Regions from separate parts of the Mus musculus genome. Here region 1 is linked to region 2. The links are chromatin contacts, called in public promoter capture Hi-C maps. All regions are on one chromosome and are shown on one strand. The core of a region is the stretch at or near the end of the contact, and the rest is flanking DNA. Distances in the headings are between cores, read along the strand shown.

Region 1 (6,230 bases), core at 3,387-5,886, 430 kb after region 2:
GCTCTCTGTCATTACCTCTTGACTTACCAGTGTCAGAAAATAAAAAATTTAAAGAAAATATGGTTGTTGATTAGTCTCTACATAAGAACGTTCTAAGGGATATGGAGTATATAATATGAGGCCCTGCATTCACTCCTTAAGATTGCCCCCCCAAAAAATTGTGTGTGTGTGTGGGGGGGGAACCTTGTATGAAAAGCAAATGATTTAATATTCTTACTGTACCAATGGTTCTCACATAGTGGCCACATCATCCCTTTTCTTCCACAGATGAATCTGCAATGTTCCTATGGAAAGGCAATGAAGTTTCTACCTGCTTGAGCCATGCACAGCCCCAGTCATCTCCCTTGGGCCTCTGCTTCCCACCTGGATGTTTTCTCTCTTCCCACTCCTGTTGTACTGAAGGTCCGCATTGCCTACATTTCAGATTTCACCCGAGACTTAACCTCTGAAACACTGCTTTCTACCTTACTCAGCAGCTGTCTTAGCTAGGATTTTTATTGCTACAGCAAACCACCATGACCAAAAAACAGCTTATACTTCCACATTGCTGTTCACCACTGAAGGAAGTCAGGATAGGAACTCAAACAGGGTAGGATTCTGGAGGCAGGAGCTAATATAGAGGAGTGCTGCTTACTGGTTTGCATCCCCTGGCCTGCTTAACCTCTTTCTTATAGAACCCAGGACCACCAGCACCATCACCCACAATGGGCTGGACTCTCCCTTACAGATTGCTAGAGAAAGTGCCTTATAGCTATATCTCATAAAAGCATTTCCTCAAACGAGGCTCCTTCCTCTCTGATGACTCTAGCTTGTGTCAAGTTGACACAAAACTGACTAGTACAGTAGCCAACAGGCAAGTAACAACCTGCCCTGGGCCCCAGTAACACGTTAATTCCTGCCAAAGCCCGGGATACAAGGTACTGCATAGGCCAAGGAGGACAGACGAGGTAAAGAAACCAAACAAACAATGGTTTAAAAAAAAACTGACGGTATAGTAAGTGGGTCGGGGGTGAAGCTGGATGGCAGGAATGACTCCAAATATTCCCAGCTCAATCAGACAGCTCTATTCAGTGACAACGAACTTAAAACTTAAAACATGATGGTGGGGAGTGTGGCAGGGAACAAGAGCGGTGACAGTTTGAAGTGATACATGCCTGAAGTGACAAATATGTCAGTTGCCCTGATCTGATCATTACATGCTATGTGCATGTATTCAAGTATCACACATGAATGCGTACAATCACTATATCTAGAAAATCTTTCAAAGAGCTTGTATAGTCAATTTGGATGAAAGAAATAGCTAATATCTAATAATGATATTTTTAATCTTTAAACAAATAAATAATAAAAATATGAGTTAAAATAAGGAGGAACTTTATCTGAAGTGGACAAAGGTTTGTTTTGTTTTGTTTTGTTTTTTTAAGTAATGCTAACATGAGCATCACATAGCTGATAGTGGGACTGAAGACTGTACAGTCTTTTTGGAGAGCAGAGCAGACCTACAATTCAAGAACACTACAGCATCCCTGTTCCTTTGTAATTCCATTTTTGAGAAACTGATCTTAAGCAACAAGGACACAATGAGAAGATTAAATTATGAAGACATTCATCATTACATTTGGTAGTTCACATATAAATAGCCACTAATAATAGCTAATAAAGCTTCATTCATAGTGTGATTGTGGAGCTAAGAAGACGGTACAAGGGCAGATCCTTACACGTTACTAATCACCATTCACTGTTCCAAGTAGTTCACATGGAGTCATTCACTCACTTCTCAAAGCAATTTGGCATTCAACTATAGGCAGACCAGTGCTACTGTCATGTCTGACTTCCCAGTGAGAAATCTGAGGCACTGAGAAGGTGACTGAACTAAGGTTACACTGAAACAAACTCTGACATTCTAGGCTGAAATTCAAAAATTCAAATGCTATGGAAACAAAATGTTATCATAAATTTTTGGTAAGTTATTCGTTGCTAAACCTTGCCATAACCTGATGTCAACCTATGTATCACCTTTATCCCAAGTAAGAGTGGATTCAGTTTACCATAGAAAAGTTAATGTACTTGATGACATTCAGGGTTCAATTAGTTGGTGTTCTACTGCTATGAAGAGTCACCATGACCACTGCAAATCTCAGTAAGGAAGGCATTGAATTGTGGCTGGCTTACAGTTCCAGAGGTTTAGCTCATTACCATGATGGTGGGGAGTGTGGCAGGGAGCAAGAGCGGTGACACAAGGCACACATGGTGCTAGAGGAGTAGCTGAGAGACACATTGGGCCTGGCTTGAGCTTTTGAAACCCCAAAGCCCACCCACAAGCATTCAAAGATATAAGCCTATGGATGCCATTCTTATTCAGACCATTAGGGTACAATATATACACACTCTGGATCCCAGAGGATCCATCCATCCACCATATCACCCTTCAATAAAATGAAACATCAGCCCCACGGGTTTCAGGCATGGAACTGTGATAGAACTAGAATGAACATGTAAACCATCTGTCTGGTTCTGTAGTCTGTGCTTCTAGGCACAGCATGATATTTTCATATACGACTGAATGCCATGGGGAAACAGTTGTAACTCAAGCATCCAGCTCGTTATTAACGCCCCTAGCCCCCGTGTGCCAGACACACAAATGCTACTGAAGGGAGATAACTGTGCCGGAAGGGCCAATGTTTGAGGAGGTTTGTTCCAGATAAATTAATCAAATATAGTGATCACTTTGAGGAAACATTTGGCCTTGGGATATTAAGGGTGACCAAGAATTAATTAAAGAGAACAACAATGGCAGGGACAGGAACATGTGCAAAGGTCCTGAAGTGAGACAAAAAGCCATGATGGAAAACTGAAGAAGAGTCTATGTATCCCCAAGCACAGAGGCGCATGCTTGCAATCCCAGCTACCTGAGAGACTACATCAGGAAGAAAACAAGTAGAAGCTAGCCATAAGGCCTGGCCTAAATTTATTTATTTACTTATGTATTTATTTAGAGTGCTAGGATTGAATTCAGGGCCTCCCTGTGTGCTGTGTGTGTGTGTGTGTGTGTGTGTGTGTGTGTGTGTGTGTATGTATGTATGTATGTATGTATGTATTATGTATCTATTTTGTGTACAATTTGTGGAGTCTGTTCTCTCCTTCCAACACGTGGGTCCTGGGGATCAATTTTGTGTCATCGGACTTGGTGGTAAGCACATTTATTTACCCAAGGAGCCATTTTTCTGGCTCAGCATAATCAATTTGTAAATTTTAAATATTGTTCCTGCTGTAGAGCAAGAGATAAAATAGGAATACTTTAAAATGGGACACTGACTTCAGACCAATTAGAAGGTAACTTCAAGAGACACAGTAAGAGCATGGTAGCCCAGACTAGGGTGATAGAAGAAGAAACAGAAGTGGTTAGATCTGATATTTGGTTTGAAGACAAAATGAACACAAAGTCATGGCAGTATGGACATAGGAGAAAGGGAAATGGGTACTGATGAGGGCAAGATTCCTGGCTTGAAAATGATATAGATATATGATTCATTAGGAAAAGAACACTGGTGGCTTACACAGACTAGACTTTTAGATATGTAGTATCTCGGTGTGGTGCTCACAATTTGAAGACATGACCTGGAGAACAAGGAGAGCAAGCTTAAGTTCAAAATCTGTTGCTTTGGCATTCCATTCGCAGATCCTTCCTCCTACATAGGCTGGCTTGATCTTGCTCTGATGTTGAAGGTGGGTTGTCAGACCAAAAAACAGCGGGGGGGGGGGGGGGCAAGGTTCCTCCGCTGTGGTTAGGCGTGAGGAGCACCCCGAATGTGCAATTATCCCCTACAACTAACTTAACCACTTTCTATTTGTCATTCACAGGGCAATACCACATACAGGCTCATTTCACCCGACAACGGTGTGAGAAATTCTAACGTGCGTCTAGGAAACAGAGACAGCAGGTTTAAATTCCCTGTCCTCAGAATCATCTGGAGACTGCTCTTAACATCGCCCTGCCTCCTGAGCATCCACTCTGTGCAAGGAAAAAGACTTAAGAAGCTACCACATAACGAGGTCCTAGTAGATGTCAGGCTCTTAGGAAATTAAAAAGACACCAAGCCCTTACAACTCCATGGCTTTTAAGGACGTTTTCCCACACACACACACACACACACACACTTACCCTGAGTGAGATCACATTAAACTTTCAAAAATGTTTCCTGTAGCGAACATGGGATGGGAGTGAGGAAGTGAAGATGGACCCAAGCAGCAAGGGACCACCCCAAACACCAGACCAGGGGAAAATGAGGTCCCGGGTGTTTGGGTCCCCCGAGACTCCTAAAAGGGTCCGTGATCATCCCCAGGACCCTCCTCCGCGCAGGACGCCTGGCCGACCGCTGGCTGGAGCCCTGAGGCCCGTTTGCCTGCGGTTGTCATAGCAACGGGGCTCGAAGGCTGCCTAACCCTCCCGCCCACCTTTTCCCTCAGGGTAGGGCGAGTCAGCGTTGCGAGGCCACTCACCACAACGGCCGGCGGGCTGCCCCTGACAGAGGCACACACTTGGACCCGAGTGGTCCCCCAGCCCCGAACGCCACACCTAAAGAAGCTGAACTTTTCTAAGGCCCGGGATGCCGACCCAGGAGGTGGACGGGGTCTGCACCGGGACAAAGCGCGACAGCAAACGCGAAGCCCCAGCCTTCCGCGCGCAAGTGAGGCCTGTGAGGAGAGCGGGGGCCGCACAACGGCGCCCGCGTGCCCGGGAGCCTGGTCTCCGCGGGCCGCACCCCAGACACGGAGCGGGGAAGCCTGCCTCGAGCACCGTGTCAAGTAAAACGCTTTTCAACAGCACTGTCGCTATCGTGACGGGATGTTCCGACTTATTCTCAGTCATGGCCCAGGCGGCCGGTGCTCGTGCGGCGAGGCTCGCCCGTCCAGGGGGCCTCATACGATGTGAACGTGGTCAGGGCGTCTCTGCTGAGAGCTGGGTGTGGATCCTCACAGAAAGGCTGAAGTGGCCCGTGACGAGTCAAATAACATATCTCTAGACTTGTCCCAAGCCTCTGTGGGACCATCTCCAATGTATGTCGCAAGCAATGGAGCCGTGAAAAGCTGGCTACAGCTGTATGCTAATGTTCTATTATTGATCTGAACTAGGAATGGCTTCTGTGGGCGGGTCCTCTCTCCAGCAGCTGTCGGGAAGAAATTCAACTCTACTTGGACTAGCATAATTATTCAAGGCAGATGTCTTCTAAAATTAAGGTGATTGATAGCCAGTAACAGTACAGCAAAGCAATTAATTTTATTGCTTACAGGTGTACATTTGGCAACTACTTAATCCTGTTGCTTTCATAGGAGGGAAAAAAGTGCTCAAAATGGGCACAAGTAGTTGGTAACTTCATTTTGGAAACCATTTTTCAACCACAAATACTCCCTGCCATGTACTATATTAATAGAACTTTGGGATCTTGGCCAAGCAATGTTCTGGAAAATTACAGAACTATCGTCTAACAAGAGTCTGGAAGAGATGTGAGAATTTGCACTCTGTATGTCCCCCTTGCCTGTATAGAAAGATGGCATGATTGCCCATCCAAGCCTAAGTCTGAGCATGAGTTTGAGGAGATAAACTACTATCTGCTTCACTGAACTGTGACATGCATGGATCCGCCTTTAACAAACCCCTACGAAGGCTTTTAGACTCCGGACCCTTCCAAAAAACAACTTCAAACATCTGACAAAGCCTAGTTAAGGGACAACACTGGTAGGAAGAATTGTTGGAAAGGCATGCTGGTGAGTCCTCCCCTGCAGTCTGTCAGTGATGCCCAAACTTGCTCAACACCAGACATCTACCGGGAATTTTTGTTTTACTTTATTTTGTGTTTAAGTGTAGATTCACAAATTATACACTCAGAGATTCTGATTAAATAGGTCCCAGTTTTGAACGGGTGGGTAGGTGTGTGTGTGTGTGTGTGTGTGTGTGTATGTGTTTCTAGCACTGGTTAGGAACCAGTAGGCTAGGGTTTTGTTTTGTTTTGTTTTGTTTTTTCTGAGTTGGGTCAGACCATCGAAGCACACTGTGTTTGTAGTCTGGGAAGATAGTTTCAGTTGATAAAATACTGACTTCAAGCATGAGTACCTGAGGTTGATTCCCAGAACCCAAGTTAAAAAAAATAAATTGAAAACTGGGCACAGAGGCACATGCTAATAATCCCAGCACTAAGGAGGTAGAGACAGGAGGTTTCCTGAGGCTTACT
Region 2 (6,078 bases), core at 1,398-3,897:
CACTTATATAACTCAACTGTAAGAATGTATAATGTTTAGTCGGCAGTCAACTATAATGTTCTGTATATGGCTTTCCAGAGCATCCCTTTGATTCAGCCACTGGGGTTAACTAAAAAAGTGAGCCAGTGATGTCATCATTCAAGTGGGAAACCCTCCACGAGTTGTGAGTTGAGTGTGAACACTACAAACCCTGTAGAACATCCAGATCCTACCCTGCCACCAGTTTCTAAAAAACATATCTCACCAACATTCTTGTGCAGATCTTCTTTGTCTGTAGAGGGGCTCACAGACTCCGATGCTCGCTCTCTCTCTCTCTCTCTCTCTCTCTCTCTCTCTCTCTCTCTCTCCCTCCCTCCCTCCCTCTCCCCACCATATATACTGACTGAGTCTCCAATAGCTTTTCATATCTCATGTGTACATACTTAGTCATGAAACAGCAACACATTTCCCCTTTCTCTTGAATATCACACACACACACACACACACACACACAAAATATGCACTGGCCTACAAATCCTTGGCTTCCCCATAGCATACAGGTTCTTGGTCCTCCCACATCTCATGTACATACATGTTCTTGGGTACACACACACTCATCCATGCACTGGCAGGCTTCCCGGCTCTTCTGAATCCCACATGCTCACATAGCCCATGCAGAAAAAGAAGCCATGGAAAGCATCTCATTTCTGCACCTCACTCTACCTCCAGATCTTGCTCCCTTAGGACAGAGCCAGGAGTGTCTGTTTAATAGATTCAATTACTTCAGGCTCCAGAGACCTTCCAACTTAATTCTGATTGCATTAAGGTGTCAGAGAATTTGGAAAGAAAGGGGAAAAGACAGCCGCAAAGTATTGATGGGGAAGTCTTCCAGACGCTTGTCATCCTACAGAGGTAGATAGCAAATAATTATAACTTTGTCAGAGGTGGAATGGACAACAGGGAGTTTAGGGGTCAGTGCCTCTCATACACCCTTTTTTCAGGTCTTCGGCCTAAAGGACAGCAGCCTCTGGGGGAGTAGCTTTGCTGCTGTCCTCTGGCTTCCAGGGAAGGAGGGACAAACTAGCCCTCTGCTGCTCTGAAGACCAGGCAGCAGCTTTACACTGCACCCTACTCTTGGGAGATTTTCTTGGGAGGTCCAGTATGACAGTAATAGCCCTTAGGAGGTTAATAAATAACCCAAGTGAACAGGGTTTGGGGAGCTAAGATCTCACTCTAGACAGATAAGGATTTAAGAGTAAACACATGCACAGCACATGGACTACTGGGAAGCAGAGGATGGAGACTGTGGACTGGGAGTTAGTATGTGAATGCTGGCTTCACCGAGGACTACCTGTGCAGCCTTGAGCATTGTGCTTGTCTTCTCTGTGCTTCATTTCCTCTGCTGAAAAAAAAATCTATCTATCTATCTATCTATCTATCTATCTATCTATCTATCTATTTATCTATATATATATATATACAGTTCCTAGGCCAGTCGTTAATGAAGTTATTTAAATCTCACCTAACAAAGCCCCAACCCCTGATAGCTCACCAAGCAGTCCATATATCATCATTATTGTATTTGTAGTTTATGGGTCAGACAAGGCTGAGAAGCTGGAATAAGCCCCAGGGGCAGGTTCTGGCTTGGCTCCAGGGCAGTAAGATGAGACCCACCCTAAACATGGGGGTCATTACCACACTCCTCCCAGTGCTGCCAGAATATCTCTCCATGGAGGCTCTACTGCATATCCGGTGCTGCTGAGCCTAAGGTACACTTGAGGAGTGTATAGGGTCTGTGTTCATCAGTAGTCCCTTCCCTGATCCCCATTATGAGGTTCAGGCTGGCCTTCCAGCCTCCTACGTTGCTGGATACCTGGCCTCTCCCTTCTTCCATCTAGCCCTATTATGGATCTTCCATCTTTCCCTCCCCTGCCTGTTATTAAATGTAGGTCCTCTGTACAGCCATCTCAGCAGCATTCAAGGTTAGGAGGATCTTTCTTGAGATTTTGCTGCCCTCCAAAAGGGCTTTGAGAGATGAGAGACCCTGGTTCAACTTCAGCTCCAACACTTCCTTGTTCCTTGCCCTTCGGTCAAGCCATTTCTCAGACTTCATTCCCTGGGAAATAGGGATAAAATATTTGCTTGTCAAAGCTGTTGTGCCCGCTAATGCTCCAACTTTCTAAGGACCTGGAGTGCAACCGTAAACAGAACTCTTCCCTTGGTTGTGGAAACGTGGATGGGAAGCGTAAGGTCCAAAAGAATGACCCAGGCAGAGGAAACACCGTTTACTTAACTAAAGATCAGAAGGTTATGGAGGCAGGCACATGAAATGGGAAGTTGAGAAGGAAACAGGGACTCAGTCAGTACTCAGACCAGAGGCTCCCTGAGTTGAGTCCAGGGTAAATCTGAGATAGTCAAGGACTGAGGGATAGCTGAGGTCCTAGAGGGAGAAACTGAGGCTAGGTGACAGCATCCTTCCGGCAGAGAGTGGGCATCCCGCGCGGTCTGCATCCACCGGCCAGGGTGGGGTCTCCGTCGAGGCGGGGCCAGGGGCGGGGCGGCGGCTGCCACGCAGGGCTCAGCCTGGGGCGCGAGACCCGGCGCCTGCGGTGCGGACTGCCTCTCCCGCCTCAGGCGCGCTCCAGCCCGCGCGCTCCCGGTGCCCCGCGCACTCCCGCCGCCTCTCCCGAGCGCTGCACCGCGCACAGACAACCGTTCTGGGAGCCCGCGGCCGGGGCCCTGGCGTGCAGAGAGGGCCTCGGCGGGGCCCAGCGGTCGGGCCGGGGAGGATGCGGCCCGGGGCGGCCCGAGAGTTGAGCAGGGTCCCCGCGCCAGCCCCGAGCGGTCCCGGCCACCGGAGCCGCAGCCGCCGCCCCGCCCCCGGGAGACATGACTTCCAAGCCGCATTCCGACTGGATTCCTTACAGGTACGCGGGCCCGGCTTCCCCGGCTCCAGGGCATGTTCGGACCCCCATTCCAACGCTGAGGGCGGGGAGGAGGACGGGAGCGCGCAGCCAGGGCACCCACCATCCTCCGAGTCGGGATGCAGCGTCGGTCGGGGCCATCTGGCCTGGAGGCAGGGTACTGCTCCCTCAGTCTCCTTTCCAACACCGGGAGCGCGGGTTGGAGGTGCCGGGCTTTTCCATCCCAACTTTGAGGGCCTCAAAGCCACCTGCCCTTTTCCACCCTTCTCAACACCCAAAGCTTCTTAAAAGATCTCTAGCCTTGTTGAGTCGGGTGGCACATGGAGAAAGGAACTGCTGTGAGCCAGCCGCCCCCTAGGCCCAGCACCCAGGACATGCGTCTGGATAGCTTGTGCGCACACATCCCTGCATCTTCACGCTTGCACACAAACAGAGCATCTGCGCGCTGGGCCAAATATGTCCCTGCTGTTCAGTTCATATCCCCAAAGCATGGATTTGCTGAGATGGTTAGAACCCAGGCCACATGGCAGCTTACATGTACCCATATATCTCAGTAGACCTTAATTTGGGGGCTGCACAGGTGCATACATTCAAATCTGTGCGTATAGGAATACACCGTATTACCTACTCATAAGTACTATTCAGTACCTTTCAGAGATGCTTGTTAGTGGAACTAGCTCACAATTCAGAGAATTGCTCTCACACACGCTCACGTGCACTCAAGAGCATTGACCAACCTCCTGTTCCTGGATACTTGGTTGGGCAGACCTAAGAGAGACTCGGGTTTTCTTGTGTGGGTGGTGGGGGAGGGGTGGTCTCCAGCCTCACACAGGTGCAGGCCTTTCTCCATCCACTACTCAATTCTATTACCAGGGAAAAGAGCTCATTGCCATAGCAGCGCCACATCCGTGGCCACTCATTGGCTCTCTAGTTGCCATGGGCTACCGGGCTGTCTCTAAAGCCTCCTGAAGAGGCATGTGTGTAAAAAGGGAGCTGGACTGCTAAGACCCACTTTTTATTGCTGACCCAGGTGCACATTTGTTGGTTTGCAGAATCAGACACTCAGGACCCACATAGCCCATGAAGGAAAGTGATCCTGACAGAGTCCTTCCAAAGAGTCGGTCCAGACAGAACCCCAATTAGAAACCAGCTCGAACTGCCTGAAGCTTGTTAAAAGCGGGTCTTTCTACCAACAGGCACCTGTCATAGGCCTGGGAATTCAGCGATTTTTTCTCGAGAATAATTATTGCCTCTGAGCTCAGCCTCTGTGGGGGCTTTTTGAGTTATTTTCTGTCTTACCACCAACACACACAGAGACACATGTAGACAGAGAGTCATACACAGGCTCCTGCAGACATGTGAGCCCACACCTCAGTCTCACATGGATAAGGGAGAAACCTCCAATTGGGAACTGGGGCCTGAGTTGTACTAACTCAGAAGACTATGTGCCCTTGACATATATCCAGGATGAGGGTGCAGATAGTGCTGAGGCCATTCTGGTATTTTCTTGACTCATGTGCAGCCTTACAGAGTATCTCTGACCATTTGTCTGCCAGCAGAGGTGGAAGGCAGTGCCTATGGACTGAACAGACAATAGTGCTGTGGAAGTATCTTCAAGGAGATCAGTTGTTGGGTAGTGGCCAGCCACAGGCTACACTGTGACTGTGGCAATAATGCTGTGCTTAGGTTTTGCAAAATGGAAGGCTTGGCTGGTTATGGTTCAAGACTGATTCTACCAGGGACCCAAGGACTAAAGCAACTTGCAAAGCTTGTAGAGAAAAAAAAAAAAATCTACCTCAAGCTAAGAGGGTTTAGTCTGCGCCTAGGAAAAGAGACCTCTGGGAGATAGGATTATCTCTGAGAACTCTATTGCAAGTGCCCAGGGCATTGATATCCTGAAATGGGTGATTGGCACTCAACCCAGCCTAAGCCTAACCATCCCCCATTCTCCCTCCCACACTCAGCTGAAAGCACAGAATCCTGCCACCCTGGAAGCCTAGCCCTGAAGGCAGCTTGGCACCCTGTGGCCCACCCTGCTTCCTCTCTCCCTTCCTGTCACCTGCCTTCTTGTTCTGTGCAGTGGGGAGAGTGGGTATTCAGCTGGGGGTGGGCTGCCATCAGGAGGAGCCTCCTCTGCCCTGTTCAGTCTTTCTGAGCATGCGCAGAGCCTGGAAAAGCACTGGGTTTGGGAATAGACTTCCTAGTAGGGAAGACCTGTGCTGAGAGGCGATCCAAATGGCCCTTTGCATCACTAGGCTGTGGATTGCAGGCAAAGCCACAGGTCTGTCTGGTGGCAGAAAACTGGGACAGAAGACAAAGCACAGTTCTTGGCAGCTAGGCAGGGGGCAGCATGCATACACGTGCTTTGCCTAGTGTGAGGTTTTCCCTAATGCCACAGCACTTCAGACTGGAATGTGGTGTATGGGGGAGAGAGACTGACTTGTTAGCGCTTCTGAAAGGCTCTCTCTCTCTGTCTCTGTCTGTCTGTCTGTCTGTCTGTCTCTCTCTCTCTCTCTCTCTCTCTCTCTCTCTCTCTTGCATCCTGCATTCCCTTGGCTCAGCTCATTTTCCTCAAAGCAGTGATAGTTGGTGCTAATCTTCTTAGGGGTAATTTTGGCTCAGTTTCTAATGATCATGGATTAAGCTCACATTCTGACTTAAAAGGGAGCCATTCCATTTATAAAGATCAACAACTAGAGTCATTTTTTCCCATCTCCTGTTACCTGTATTCTTGAAGAGTATTAGATGCCTGTAATGTTTGACTCTGCAGCTTTTTTATAAGTTGTAGGTGGGTGGAGTTCCAAGGAAGGACTGTAGCTTCAGGCCTGTTATAGGCCTGTGCAGTTGGTGGTTGTTTATTTGCATGTGTGTGTGTGTGTGTGTGTGTGTGTGTGTGTACGCCTGTGTAAATTTATGTGTACCACATGGAAGCCCATGGAAGCAAGGAGAGGGCAAGAGGTCCCATGGAACTAGAGTTACAGGCAGGTGTAAATTTGCCATGTGGGTGCTGGGAACTGAACTCAGGTTCTCTGCAAGAGGAATAAGCACTTTTAAATGCAGAGCCTTTCCTTAACACCCATTCTCAGTGTTCTTGCCTGCAGTGCCCAGGGTTTTCTTCACCAAATCATGAACTCCTTGTGAGCAGGCACCTCATGTGACATCTAGCTGAACCTCC

The links. Promoter capture Hi-C pulls out the DNA fragments that hold promoters and counts their contacts.
Region 1: a contact with region 2 is called in a promoter capture Hi-C map of hippocampal neurons, with 3 times the contacts expected there. The contact joins the promoter of Stk33 here to the promoter of Tub in region 2. A contact is called at or near these places in 11 of 39 promoter capture datasets (the HPC-7 cell line, cranial neural crest, embryonic stem cells and 4 more), 3 of 115 datasets of contacts at active chromatin or transcription factors (astrocytes, embryonic forebrain and embryonic stem cells) and 2 of 9 other capture datasets (adipose tissue and embryonic stem cells).

What each region holds. Positions count from the first base shown.
Region 1 is chr7:109,434,417-109,440,646 of GRCm38.p6, forward strand. Stk33 (serine/threonine kinase 33) reads right to left here and starts at 4,637. Exons shown (of 14, transcript NM_054103.1): 1 at 4,501-4,637. 1700095J03Rik (RIKEN cDNA 1700095J03 gene) reads left to right here and starts at 4,202. Exons shown (of 2, transcript NR_152110.1): 1 at 4,202-5,766.
Region 2 is chr7:109,008,233-109,014,310 of GRCm38.p6, forward strand. Tub (tubby bipartite transcription factor) reads left to right here and starts at 2,648. Exons shown (of 12, transcript NM_021885.4): 1 at 2,648-2,906. The coding sequence starts at 2,869.